2 separate regions of the Bombyx mori genome follow, and region 2 is linked to region 1. Evidence: chromatin contacts called from public Hi-C data. All regions are on one chromosome and are shown on one strand. Each heading gives the region's core, a stretch centred on a gene start, on an enhancer-like site or on the middle of the called end of the contact. The rest is flanking DNA. Distances are from core to core; before and after follow the strand shown.

The links. A called contact is a pair of places that touch in the nucleus more often than the background predicts.
Region 2: a Hi-C map of whole pupa shows a contact between it and region 1, with 5 times the contacts expected there. The contact joins the enhancer-like site here to the promoter of LOC101738392 in region 1. A contact is called at or near these places in 2 of 7 Hi-C or Micro-C datasets (middle silk gland and whole pupa).

Annotation. Positions count from the first base shown.
Region 1 is chr19:1,882,621-1,889,218 of ASM3026992v2, reverse strand. It overlaps LOC101738392 (probable protein BRICK1-B), which reads right to left and starts at 2,309. Exons shown (of 3, transcript XM_004926938.4): 1 at 1,679-2,309; 2 at 1,155-1,237; 3 at 1-328. The coding sequence starts at 1,799. The coding sequence ends at 302. It overlaps LOC101740679 (focadhesin), which reads left to right and starts at 2,443. Exons shown (of 19, transcript XM_038017504.2): 1 at 2,443-2,895; 2 at 5,068-5,262. The coding sequence starts at 2,615.
Region 2 is chr19:1,977,491-1,984,088 of ASM3026992v2, reverse strand. It overlaps LOC101740542 (E3 ubiquitin-protein ligase Nedd-4), which reads right to left. Exons shown (of 19, transcript XM_062673870.1): 9 at 1,563-1,641; 10 at 964-1,062; 11 at 1-44. All of the region lies in intron 1 of LOC134200636 (a long non-coding RNA gene), which reads right to left. Among protein-coding and RNA genes, the nearest start is that of LOC101740410, 19 kb to the left of the region's middle. Within about 2 kb of position 2,773, at least 4 of the 8 cell types and tissues checked have open chromatin away from gene starts, as enhancers often do.

The DNA of each region.
Region 1 (6,598 bases), core at 1,060-3,559:
GGAGAAAGCGAGAGAAATTCTATTTTTATTCATTCTTGCCACAGAGTGCCTCCTAATACTAATCTCATCATGCCTAAAGCAGTGGCTTCAATAATTTAAACACACCTTACCTATATCAGGTCTTAATAATAACATATTTTTTAACATTGCTTCAAAGTAGTTCGATATATAATATGTACTTTTAATATCCAAATTTTATTGCAGTTTTGTTATACTGGAGAGTAGAGATTGTTCAGTGATTGCTACATTATTGAACTTATGTCTAACGCTTATAATTATATGGAATTTATCAAAGATTACTTCATGTTAAGGTTTCACCTTTAGTTACCTGAAAATAAAAACAATTTATATGGTAATTACTAGATTACTGGATTTGTTTATAGTCAAACTGCTACTAGGGACTTAAAAAAACCCATGGACATCAAAATAGTGCTATCCAAATTGATGCAGAAGGTCAATTTTAAACTCATAATAATTGGAAAGTATTTATCTTACTCTTGAAACAAGAATACACAATTGCTTTATGAGAGAAATGTGTACATATTTCATAAAAAAATTATGAATTTTAAGTTTCACTTCATTATTGAATGATGTTTGAAAAAATCACATCCAAACTTAGTGAGTGCTTTTTTGGAATAATTTCAATAGGATTTTTTATTTATTAATTTATTAGTTAGTTAGGAACTTTTTTTTTGCTGTAATTTGCAGCAGCAAGACTGCTTCTGGCAGTGCAGAAATTGTTGGGCAACAATAACCACTCATCATCAGGTGTGGTGTTTCCTCATTTGTCTAAAAAGGCAAAAAAATACAAGCTTCATCTAGAAGATTTATGATGTAATGCGTATGATGTCAGATGCGCATTTGACAACTATTTGATCATATCGACGCTTGAAAGGCAAATGTGACTAAGCAACAATAACTGCTTTGTACATAAATGATAGGCAATAACCATATTTGATGCACAGAAAAAATATATTTCTATGTCTATTAAAATCATTTCAATCTTACAGCTACTAGCTAGATTCTACTACAGATAGATTCATTAAAATAAATTTTGTTTTCAGGTATTTCAACTTTAAATTAGTCTACTGTAAAGTTTACGCATTGTCGCTTAGTCACGTTTGCCTTTCAAGCGTCGATATGTAACTACTTACACAAGCTTCCAAATAATCAATCTTCCTCTCTAATGATGTTAATTTTTCATTCAAAGTGGCAAGGCGAGATCTACAGGACATGTCTGAAAATTTGATGATATTATGATAATTTCACATTTATAAAGACTTACATTTTTTGACCTGTTTTAACAGAATATTTTCTATGGGTTCTGCAAGTTGTAGACAACAATAGTTGTAGACAACAATAGTTGTAGACAACAATAGTTGTAGACAACAATAGTCGTAGACAACAATAGTTGTAGACAACAGTAGTTGTAGACTACTTTTTTGTTGTATGTTTAATTGAAAATATATTTACAGTTTAATCTCCCATTTTTATTGTTATTTTATTATTACCATCGTTTCGAAAACTACATTTTTCACTGACGACTGAGATTTTTCCATTCCTTGTGTTTTGAAAGGCGAGTACCTTATCCTATGAAAAATTAATAGTGTTCTGAATTTGAAATTAAAATGTTTCTTGTTTAAGAACCTCCTGTAGCTGCTGATATTGATACACTTACCGAACGAATTGAGGAAGTCTGTAATTTTTTTTATGCTGCCTGTGATCACTTCTATGTATTCTCTGTTGGCCCAATCCTGCTGGATTTGTTTCTGTATTGTTTCTCTTGGAGGCGTCGACATTATATATAATCAGTCACGACTTATTTTAAATAGCTTATAAAGTAGATTTACTCTGTACTTAAGTATTTTAAAAGAGTTATCAAGTTTAATTAATGAATCAAATTGAGGTAAATCTTTTCATTCATTCAGTGTTTCAAACAAATAATAATAGTTTGACATTTGACAGCTTAGAATTTTGCTCGTTGATTGTTCTAATTGAGGCAGAGGATGCGATGTCAGCTTAGAATCAGAATCCACTACAATATCTCTACTCATCAGTGTCACAAAAGTCGACGAAGTCATTCACCGTGGAGTGGCAAGCAGCGTTCCTTGAGTATACCGTCCTATTGCGATCTCCAAACGACATTTTCTTGTAGTAGGACGTATTGTTAGCCCTGGGCAGGTATATTCACCTATTGTAGTTCTACTGCCTAGCAGTATACGTTCCGAGATACAACCGTTAAACCATACAAATGAAACTTTGATCTTGTGTCTCAAGGTATGTGGCGGAATTTATTTTGGGATGTCTATGGGCCATGGATGTGGTGCTTTAAATCAGGCGAGCTATGAGATCGTTCTCGTGCTAATACATCATACGTAGCATAAATATCCAATTGTTTTTGTAAAGAAGGTTAATTTTTTATTTTTTTTATTTCAAGATTTGGCTGTACGAGCAATGTGCCCTTTTCCTGTTCAAGTGAACAAGATGAACAAAAAATGACAACATTAAACAGCTGTTTGATTTAGGACTTAGGTTAGAAATTAACTTAAAAAAATCTGTATCTGCAATAGCCTATAAATTACCGGCTTACAAATTTTACACAGAAAACATAAAAATGGACGAAATCGAATACAAATTGAAAACTAACAACAGTGTCTTAATAGTCAACGCAGTAGAAAAGTTGATAACATTGATAAAATCAAAATTCAAACGTGAAGAACGACAGAGATTCGTTTTGGAAAACGAGGAATTGAAGTTTTTGAGGAAGAAATGTTCGTCCAAAGATCCTGTTGTGAGCCTGACAGCCTGTCAAGGACTCCTAGCGTTGGTGGAACTCGGTGTTTTGGAAATACCGCACACAATGTCCACTGTAGTAACACTCATACCGACTGCGCAGTAAGTACACGAATTCTCATTAAGTTTCCATATGGTACATTTAAAACTAAACTTAGTATAAATAAATTGTATGTTGATATTTTTGTAGTATCTCAGCTACTTCATTGCAGTGAGGTTATACTCAATTTTGTCTTATTAATTTTGATGTAGTATAAACAAATATGTATTAGGAGTACTAGTATTTATAATTAAAACAAAAAATATAACTAAGTAGCTTTTCAAGAATCAAAATAAAGACTATAAATTGATAAGAATTAAAAATACTTTATCAAAATAAATGTTTAAATATTAATTTATATTGTTTTCAAAGCTATTTCAATTTAATTACGTATCATTAGTATAATGTATTATATAAAATCAGGTATACAAGTAATAACTAATTGTTGTTTTATTTTCAAAATGGCCTCATCCACAAATAGAATAAGTTGGTATGTAACTTGATCTTGCCTAAAAGCAAACTTTTCATTCGACTTCATTGATTTTATTAACATTTATACCAAACACTCATAAACCATTCTAAATGTGCAAAGTAAATAATGTGTGTGAGCTTTAGCTAGGAAATTTGAACTTACTGGTGTAAGGGAAATTGATCAGCACATTTTTAATCCCTTGCCTTTTTGTCTCAAAGTAAACAGCTACCTTCTGTGGACCACATTAATCATTCAGCAGACCCTTTAGGAAGTCTGCATACAGAGTGCATTATAATCATTGATTTGATTAATCTTGTAATCCAAAGTAAACAGAAACATTATCACCACTTTTGTACATGTAACTTTAAATAATGTATACTTTTCGGTGTCAAAGAACTTGCTTCATAATATAAACATTATCAAAAAATTTTGCTATCTTTGATTTTTCGAGTCATATAATTAATGCTACTTTAACTTTTGTAATTTGCATTGTTGTGAAAACCCCATTCTTGACTGTGAAAAAACTGTGTGAAAATTGTAAAGTATTGGAAAACTCGGAGATAATAAAATGAAAATTGTAAACATTAGGTTCCACCATAAAAGTAGCTTTAATTACATTGTAAAAATATTTCTAAACAACAGCATCAATGTATTGCTTTTGTGCAAATTACTTCTACTTATATATATATATATATATATATATACACATACATACATAAGTTACTGCATATTGTAATAGTAATATCATTCGCTTGTAAAAATTGGAAACTACAAATTTAGGACTGTCGATTGTGGCACAAGCTGTTCAGATATTCATTCCCATAATGTACCTCATATTTGCTTACAGCATCATCTCAGTCACACAGTGATATGACTGTCATTTATTGTTGTTTGAGTGAGGATTGGAGAATGTTTTTTATTGCTTAGATGGGTAGATGAACTCACAGCCCACCTGGTGTTAAGTGGTTACTGGAGCCTATAGACATCTACAACGTAATTGTGTATGGCCGTATTGTGTATGGCCTTATGCGCCACCCACCTTGAGATATAAGTTCTAAGATCTCAGAATAGTTACAACGGCTGCCCCACCCTTCAAACCGAAACACATTATCACGGCAGAAATAGGCAGGGCGATGATACCTTCCCGTGCGGACTCACAAGAGGTCCACCACCAGTGAAAGATATGTTTTATTATTATGGTTGACTATGACGGATGGAGTATTTTCTGAGTGGACCGGCAACTATTCTGAGTTTATATTGTTCGGGGATTCATTGTGTTAGAGTTAACATCCAAAATCGAATAAGTAGTAGAGTAGACAGATAAAAATAAATAAATAAATAAAACAGAGGCTTGGCCGTGCTAGATTGCTGAAGTCCTTGAGAAATGGTCATCACTCGTCTTAGAGTAAATGATACATTTTATATATCGATATAGTGTGTCCCCAGATCCACATCCAGAATAGTGATAATTCTTGCCCTGCGGTTTCTGTTCTTTTTTTAAATAAATAATTATTATGTATACATATGTATATTAACTTTAGTATGATAATGTCTTTTTGCAGCAAACGATCAAAGCCTATGATTTCATCCGTAATAATATCTGCTGCTGCACTCATTAATCTATATAGAATAACTCATTTAGCATTTAAATGTGCAATAATGGTGGCCATCAAATGCAAATTGCTTTTGAACCTAATCTACTAAAGTAAAATAATTAAGTGATGAATAGCTTACTGCTTATAATCAAACATTCTGTTTTCAGTAATTACTCCGCGATAATCTCGACAATGGCAGGTCTTCTCATTCTCGATCTGAAGTCGCGTCTCGATGGCTACAAATGTCAGTTCAATCTCAAATCACCAAAGCATCCATTTATAACAGTACTGGAGAAGAACAAAGGTGCCGAAGATGATGTGCTGGCTCAGATGCATTCTCTTTGTACGCATCCTGATTACACGTAAGTAATCTATACATATAAATAAAATTGGAGTGTCTGTTTTTGATATTGAAATAACCACTTTTTACTACATGCATAATAATATGAATATATATTGCGATACATTCACCAAAATATTTTTTTTTACAATTTTTATCTGTCTGGTGTTCCGGCTAATCTCTGGAATGGCTGGACCGATTTTGACGAGACTTTCACTGATAGGTAGCTGATGATATAAGGAGTAACTTAGGCTATTTTTTTAGACTAGCTTCGCCCCGCGGCGTCACCCGCAGTTATTGTCGTACCGCGCGCAACATGGCGGGCTTCGCCAATCAATCCATAATAAAATTTAACGTTTCCGAAGCGAAGCGAGGGCGGGTCGCTAGTCTTAAATATAAAAAAAAGTCGAAGTCCATCTTTTTTTTTTTTTTTTTTTTTTTTTTTTTATTGCCTTTGTAGGCAGACGGGCATACGGCCCACCTGATGGTGAGTGGTTACCGTCGCCCATGGACTTCAGCAATGCCAGGGGCAGAGCCAAGCCGCTGCCTACCGCTTAATACTCTCCACAAGCCTCGTTTGAAGAAGGACATGTCATAGCGCTCGGGAAACACCGTGGAGGGGAGCTCATTCCATAGCCGGATGGTACGTGGCAAAAAAGATCTCTGGAAACGCACTGTGGATGACCGCAGTGGCTCCAGGTAGTATGGATGAACTCTACTCCGGTGGCGGGCGGTGCGATGGTAAAAACGAGATGCTGGTATCATCTCGAACAATTCCACAGAGCACTCCCCATGGAACATACGGTACAAAATACAGAGGGAACCGAAGTCCCTCCGCAGACCCAGAGGCTCCAAACGATCCGAGAGAATGGGATTATCGACAATCCGAACGGCCCTCCTCTGTATGGAGTCAAATGGAAGAAGCTGGTATTTGGGAGCCCCAGCCCAGAGATGGGAGCAGTACTCCATGCGAGGCCGGACTTGTGCTTTATAAAGCAAAAGTCTTTGTCCAGGCGTGAAGTACCGCTTCGCTCTGTTGAGGACTCCCAGCATTTTGGACGCCAACTTGGCTTTGCCTTCCAAATGACTCCGAAACTGGACATCGCTCGAAATGTCGACCCCAAGTATCCCGATACTCTCGGAAGGTTGCAGGGATACTCCTTGGAATTGCGGCGCCATGACAAAGGGGTCCTTCTTCGCAGTGAACGCGCAAACTTGTGTCTTTATCGGGTTGAATTGAACCAAGTTCAATTCACCCCATTCGGAGACTCGCCCCAGAGAGTTCTCCACTTCAGACACAAGTTTTGATCGTCTCTCTTGCACCACGCTCCGAGAGAGACTCTGATGGCCGATATATC
Region 2 (6,598 bases), core at 1,524-4,023, 94 kb before region 1:
CCCCGCACCGCCCGCCTCCGCGCTGGGCAGGCTGGACGCGCAACCTGACGCCCCAAACACACTGCAGTGAATCACGCAACACAATACCCTGTTCAGCTGTGATCAGAAGAGCTCCTCTCTCTCTGCTCACGGCCAGCACTACTTTTTTTTATTTATGATTGAAAGATTACTGGTGGCCCGGAGGCCTTTCCAGTTTCACCAGGACAGGTGGGCGAGCAAGGGCTCAGTCAAGACGGACCGGCACTACTATAACCGTTTAAAAAACCGTTAAAAAATCAACACAGTTCAGATTTCCAAGCGAGACAATTTCAAGTCGAATTATAGTTTTAGCAACTATTATAACTTTTAACCGACTTCAAAAAAGAAGGAGGTTCTCAATTCGACAGTATGTTTTTTTTTTATGTACAAACAATACCTCATAACTTTTGACTGGGTGAATCGATTTTGATGATTCTTTTTTTGTTAGAAAGCTGACGCTTCCTTTGTGGTCCCATTTTTCCCAATTTTGTCCAGTTCTGATAATGGCATCCATGAGAAAACAATATAAGTCATAAATTTGCATGAAGTACGTGCGCGACAAATAGATGAATAACTCAATAATTCAATATCACGCCAACCGATTTCGATGATTATTGTTTTTAGTGTATATTAATTTGTTTTGGAATATCTGTTTTTTTTTTCTATTTGAAGTCAGTTTTTGTTAAAGCATGTCTATTTACAATTATCGACTATACCACCTACAAATAAACAAAAATTCATAAAATGCTTTTTAAAACAAAATTAAGGTCCTTAAAAATTTTCCCGGAAATTATTAGCAACGTTATCAATCACAGGATGCGTTATTATTTCGTAGTTAGCCGAGTCTCTCCGCATCCACACATAAAAACACACCCTGTATAGTGTAGAGATTGCAAAAAAAGAAATTATTTTAAAGTCTATCTCCATGTATTTATATAATCGTACCGGTTCTGGGATCTATCCACGTGGTGGTCTTCTTGTTGTGGTCAATGAAGAATATCCTGCCGTTGGGCGCTCTCTGCATACTCCAACCAGGAGGTAAGCCTTTCAAATGGAAAGAAAGTAATTGGACATTAAATTTTTGTCCTCGTTGTGTGTATCAACTCATTTTTCTCTACTTCGCGGCAAAAATAGGCAAGATTATGGTACCTAAAAATGCGAGCTGACAATTAAACGTCTAATGACAAGTTACGAAAATTTCACTAAATTAGTTTCTATTTGTAAGTAAGATAAGGTTATTTTCGACAGTTTAAATTTTTTTGTAATAGTTTAAATAATATTAAGCTTCATTAGATTCAGATTCTTTTTTTCTCGCCTTCCTGTTTCATTGTCAATCAATCAAACATTTAGATACTAGGGTCACCACCATAGTTCTTATTTTTCACATTACACATTTTTGCATAAGTCGAAGTTGACAGCCCTAGCGCGACCGAACGTGGACACATAAATACGAAGTACACAGATTAGTTTTTCAATTTCCTTCTGCACTTCTCCGGGTTTTGTGGTATCTTAATATAAAATCTCCTGATCAGTTCAAGTGTTACCTTCACTGCTGGGCAAGTTCTGACTCTGGCTGCTGCTGGCGCTACTCCTCGTGCTTTCGGTGGAGCCATCGGTCTCGTCCTATTTAACAAAACATTTTAGGTCAATTAGAAAAAATAACCATAGGGCTACCCGAAGCTTAATATGCAGTGCCAAATCGTGAGAGAATAATACCCAAATCTTTTTTTTAATGTATTTTTTTTTAAGTTTATATAATTGTCATTTGAATTAATAAGATCGAATCAGGAAGCTCCAGGGCGACAAATTTAACAGTGTCGTAAATGTGTGCACTAAAAAACATGCAGCGCTGATCAGACAACCCTAGATTATATTTGGCACTACATCCCTCATACATTTTGCGCAGTGTGTAATCTCATATGCATGGAATGTGGTGTACATATGTATATTTATAATATGAACATTATTTAGCTTCTCCTATAAAATATTTAACCCCTTAACGAAAGCATATTTTTAAATTAATTTATCGTAAGATACTTAGTACAGTTATATAGGTAAAGTTTCAACTACATCATAATACACGATTATCGATAATCAATCTAATCGATTTTTTTGTTTACAAATCGATTCGATAATTTTTTTAACCTATTATTTTGGTAACATTTACCACAACACCAACTAACTACATATTAAAAAGCAAGCTACGATTAGAAAAAAGCGGAAAGCACAAGCGAAACGCATGATTTTTTAATAATGAAATAAATGTAAGCCATTACGTGAATTTGTTAATACGGAAATATTGTCGTCTCTTTCATTCTAATAGGAGAACGACTAGAACGAAAAAGACAGAGCTTTTCGGAACCGTATTCAAATCGTAATGATGTAAACGAATTCGATATTCAATTGAATACAGCCACAAGTCGGGAGTGTTAGTGTAATGACGTCACAACTATAAGTATAAGTGCCTGTGTCCAGTCGATTTGGCGACCTAAGCACGTATAGATACCGCGGCAGCGTCGTATCACTCCTCATCGACAACATTACACGCGGGATGGTAGTGGAGGAGGGCGGAATGTGACGGGGAGGATACTTTCATAATCATTTATAATTTTGTTCTAAAATCAATTTTATTGCTTTAGTAACTATTAGCCGTTTGATGGGCTCGTCACACCCCGCTGCCCCGTCCATCCGTTTCCTTACCTCCGAGTCCTCCATCGAGCTGGTCGTGGTCCTCCGGCGTCGTGTCCGCGGCGACCTCTCCGGAGAGACCCCGCCTGTCGGCGTACTAAAGTGGTTCTCGTCGAACGTCAACGTGTCTTCTATAACTGGTTGTTCGCTGCGCGCTTCGTTCGTTGTTTCATCGTTAAGATCGTTTCCATTGTTCTCGGTTTGCTGTAGAACGTTTCCATTGTCGACGGTGTCTTGACTAGCCTGATCGTTATCGTCTGCGTCGTCTTGAGCGTTTGTGTTGTTTCCGTCTCTTTCTGTCTCATCGGCTTCCGTATTGACCGTCTCATTGACAGCTTCGTCCCTGCTAATCTCATTAGCGCAGACAACGTCGTCGTCTTCTCTTGTATCATTATTGCTTAAACTACTATCAATATTATCACAGTCGGTTACACTAATGTTAGTCGCTATCCTTGGCTCTGGTTCGTTTTCGTTTCTCCTCAATTCCGGCGACCTATCGGGCGTGGCGAACGGGGTTTCTTCGGCTGACGTCACTTCCGAGTTCGTACTGTTTACATCCCCCTGTCAGAGATTACATTAGTTACGAACGTCCAAACTTACGCAGGCAATTGAGAGTTTACTTTATTACGGCCAACGAAGCAAGCGTTATTCGGTTATAAGCCGCATGAATTTAGGTTAAGTCTTTATTTTATTAAAAGAAAACCAGTCGTGAAGCTTTGGCAGTTCTCAAACGCCACCGGTATATCGGCGCATCGAATTTCACCACTCAACTGCTCGGATAAGTTTGTGTTTGCCCGTCGATGGCTACGTGCGCGGAATTGTCTACGCCGATGCCGGCAGCACCACACAATGTGTTACCGATCCGTTGTGATCCAAATCTGTTAGTTTGTTAAATGAAGAACGCCTAATGAATGATGCCTCTATGATTATCGAAACGTGCAGTCATTTCCGTGAAGAGATATTTATAAAATAATCAATCAATATATATTTGTATACCTTTAGAATTGAAGTGGCTTAATCTAAAATACTTGTTTTTTTTTTTTTTGTAAACGCCAAAAATAAGAATTGTAATTTTTCAATTTTGATTTTAATACTTTAAGCCTTAAAGCGTACACCTTAAAGTTTAAAGTATGCGCTTCATTTAAAAGTGATGGAAAGTGTACTTTGTCTTTTTCGAGCAAAAATTTAAATTTTGTTTTATAAACTGATAGAATACAATGTTTATAAGTCGTTCAAAGTATAAGACTCATTTTCTTAAAATGTTAACTTTAGCCACTTCAATCCTTTAAGTGCGATATTATTATATACTAATAATAAAAAAATTAGTCTTTGGGACAATGAATTAATTCGTGGTTTCGCGTTAACCACCTTCGAACACAATTGACGCACGGCAGATTAACTTGATCTAAGCGTGCCACCTCTGTCAGAACATAGTGCAACATTTTATCTTAATACTTATACTAAAATAATCGAGACAGATCAAAATTTGGTGATTATTATGGATTAGATTTAGAAAGCGGCTTGACTCCGCCCCTGGCATTGCTGACGTCCATGAGCGACGGTAACCACTCACCATCAGATGAGCCGTACGCTCGTCTGCCTAAAGGGGCAATAAATTTTTTTATTCAAAACGCGCAAATAATAAAATTACATTGTAACCCGATTACAGGATACATTTTTATTATTGCTTAGATGGGTGGACGAGCTCACAGCCCACCTGGTGATAAGTGGTTACTGGAGCCCGTAGACATCTACAACGTAAATGCGCCACCCACCTTGAGATATAAGTTCTAAGGTCTCAAGTATGTTACAGCGGCTGCCCCACCCTTCAAACCGAAACGCATTACTGCTTCACGGCAGAAATAGGCAAGGTCGTACCTAACCGGGCGGACTCACAAGAGGTCCTACCTACCACTAGTAAAGTTACCTACTTAAAAAAATTTAAATGTTGCATATTTTTTTATACTTCACGAAAATGGCTACACGATCGTTCAAAAAAATGAAAACTATAAAATTATATTCAAACAAATTTGGTTTGCAAGTGATGTATGTATATACGAGTATGTATGTATGCATTGTTAGTGTTTAGAATCGCCGAAGCCCGTGCTGCAAGTGAAAACGTATCACGAATCAAACGAAAGATTATCCAAAATAACAAAAAAATTCAAATTTATAAAGAATGAAATTGCGTTAATGCGTAATTAAAAAAAAAAAAAAACACCAAAATCGACGAACATGCACTTCTAGTTGATTCTAAAGGCACTGTTCAAATTAAAACATTAAATCGATAAACCCGAAATACGGATATTTGTTTAGTTGTCGTATTAATTTTGACATAGTTTAATAATAAAAAAAGGTGTGCAATTCACACGTGGTAGAAGTGAAACCTTCCAAAATTAAAATACAATTATCCTAAACGTCTTAAGTATATGTAAAATTTTGTCATTAGTAAATAATTGTAAGGTAGCGCCCTCTGTGAATTGAATTTGAAGTGAATTTTGTTGTTATATTTTTTTCAAATTGTCAAATTTAAATTACTCTTCTGTAAAGTTGAAAATATGTTGCTTAAGCAAAATCGTCTTTCACCCCTCGATATATAGATTATCAAGACCCAAACAAAGAGACAAGATGCGGGTATCGAACCCACGACCTTCAGCACAACAGTCAGGGTTGCCAACTACGTCAACGCGGCGTCAGTCAAAAATTGTAATGATTCGTATGTGTTTTTATCTATGTATGTAACGGTATTGTTCCAACGTAATTTCGAGCAACTTCAAAACGTCAAAATAATTCAAAAATTCCCACATGTACCAATGGAACGATTACAAGGCAACAATTTTATCACTATGGCCCTGACCGGAATTAGCAGGATTAAAAAATATACATCAGTAAATGGAGTAGAATGACGTCATCGTTATACATTTCCTTTTGGTAAATTTTCATATCTGATAATGATACATACGAGTATTGTCAACATCGTCTGAATTTAATATTGCCACAGCCAGTATCTTATACCTTTAAACGAGCAATTCTTGTATATTTAACATAAACATAATCTGAATCTCGGAAACGGCTCCAACGATTTTCATAAAATTTAGTATACAGGGGATTTCGGGGGCGATAAATCGATCCAGCTACGATTTATTTTCAGAAAATGCTGTTTTGTTCGTGTTTTCTATAATCAACTGTTCCCGACATCTATTGGCGAATAATAATACTATTTTTCTTAATTGAGGGCAACTAACCGCTTTAAAGACACAACAAGATGGCGTTATCAAAAAAAAACCGAGCGAAACTCGGTCATCATCTAGTAATAATAATATAATAAATGTCACCCACCATTATGTTACAAATCCAGCATAGTTGGTTGCGATTGTAGGATATGTATATGAAACAATAATAATTGTAACTAGTGATCTCCCAGTAGTCGAAATTCGACTATAATTAATTTAAATTATAAACTGAATATTATTATGGTTCTGTTGTTATTATACTTCTATAAAATGATTTCACCAAGACTACTACACCATAGACAAATAATATTAAAGACAAATAATATTAAAGACAAACAATATTAATCTATTCTCAATTTGACAACAGACTATAAATAATAACAAAGGTTTGACAATAAACACAGAGTTTTTGAAAGTATATGTGTTGTGTTAAATACGTGGTAGTGTGTGTAATGTTTTCTTAAGGATTTAATGTATTTTTATGCTTAATAAAAAAAAATATTAACATTTTGCACTCTTTCTCTATATTCTGTATAACTGTGGGAAAATTCATACTCCTCCATCCGCGCGATTTTCGTAAAAAGGGGTACAAAGTTTTGGCTTCACGTATTAATATATAGATTTTACCACCCGCCTTAATTTGCTCGGCCTTTAGAATA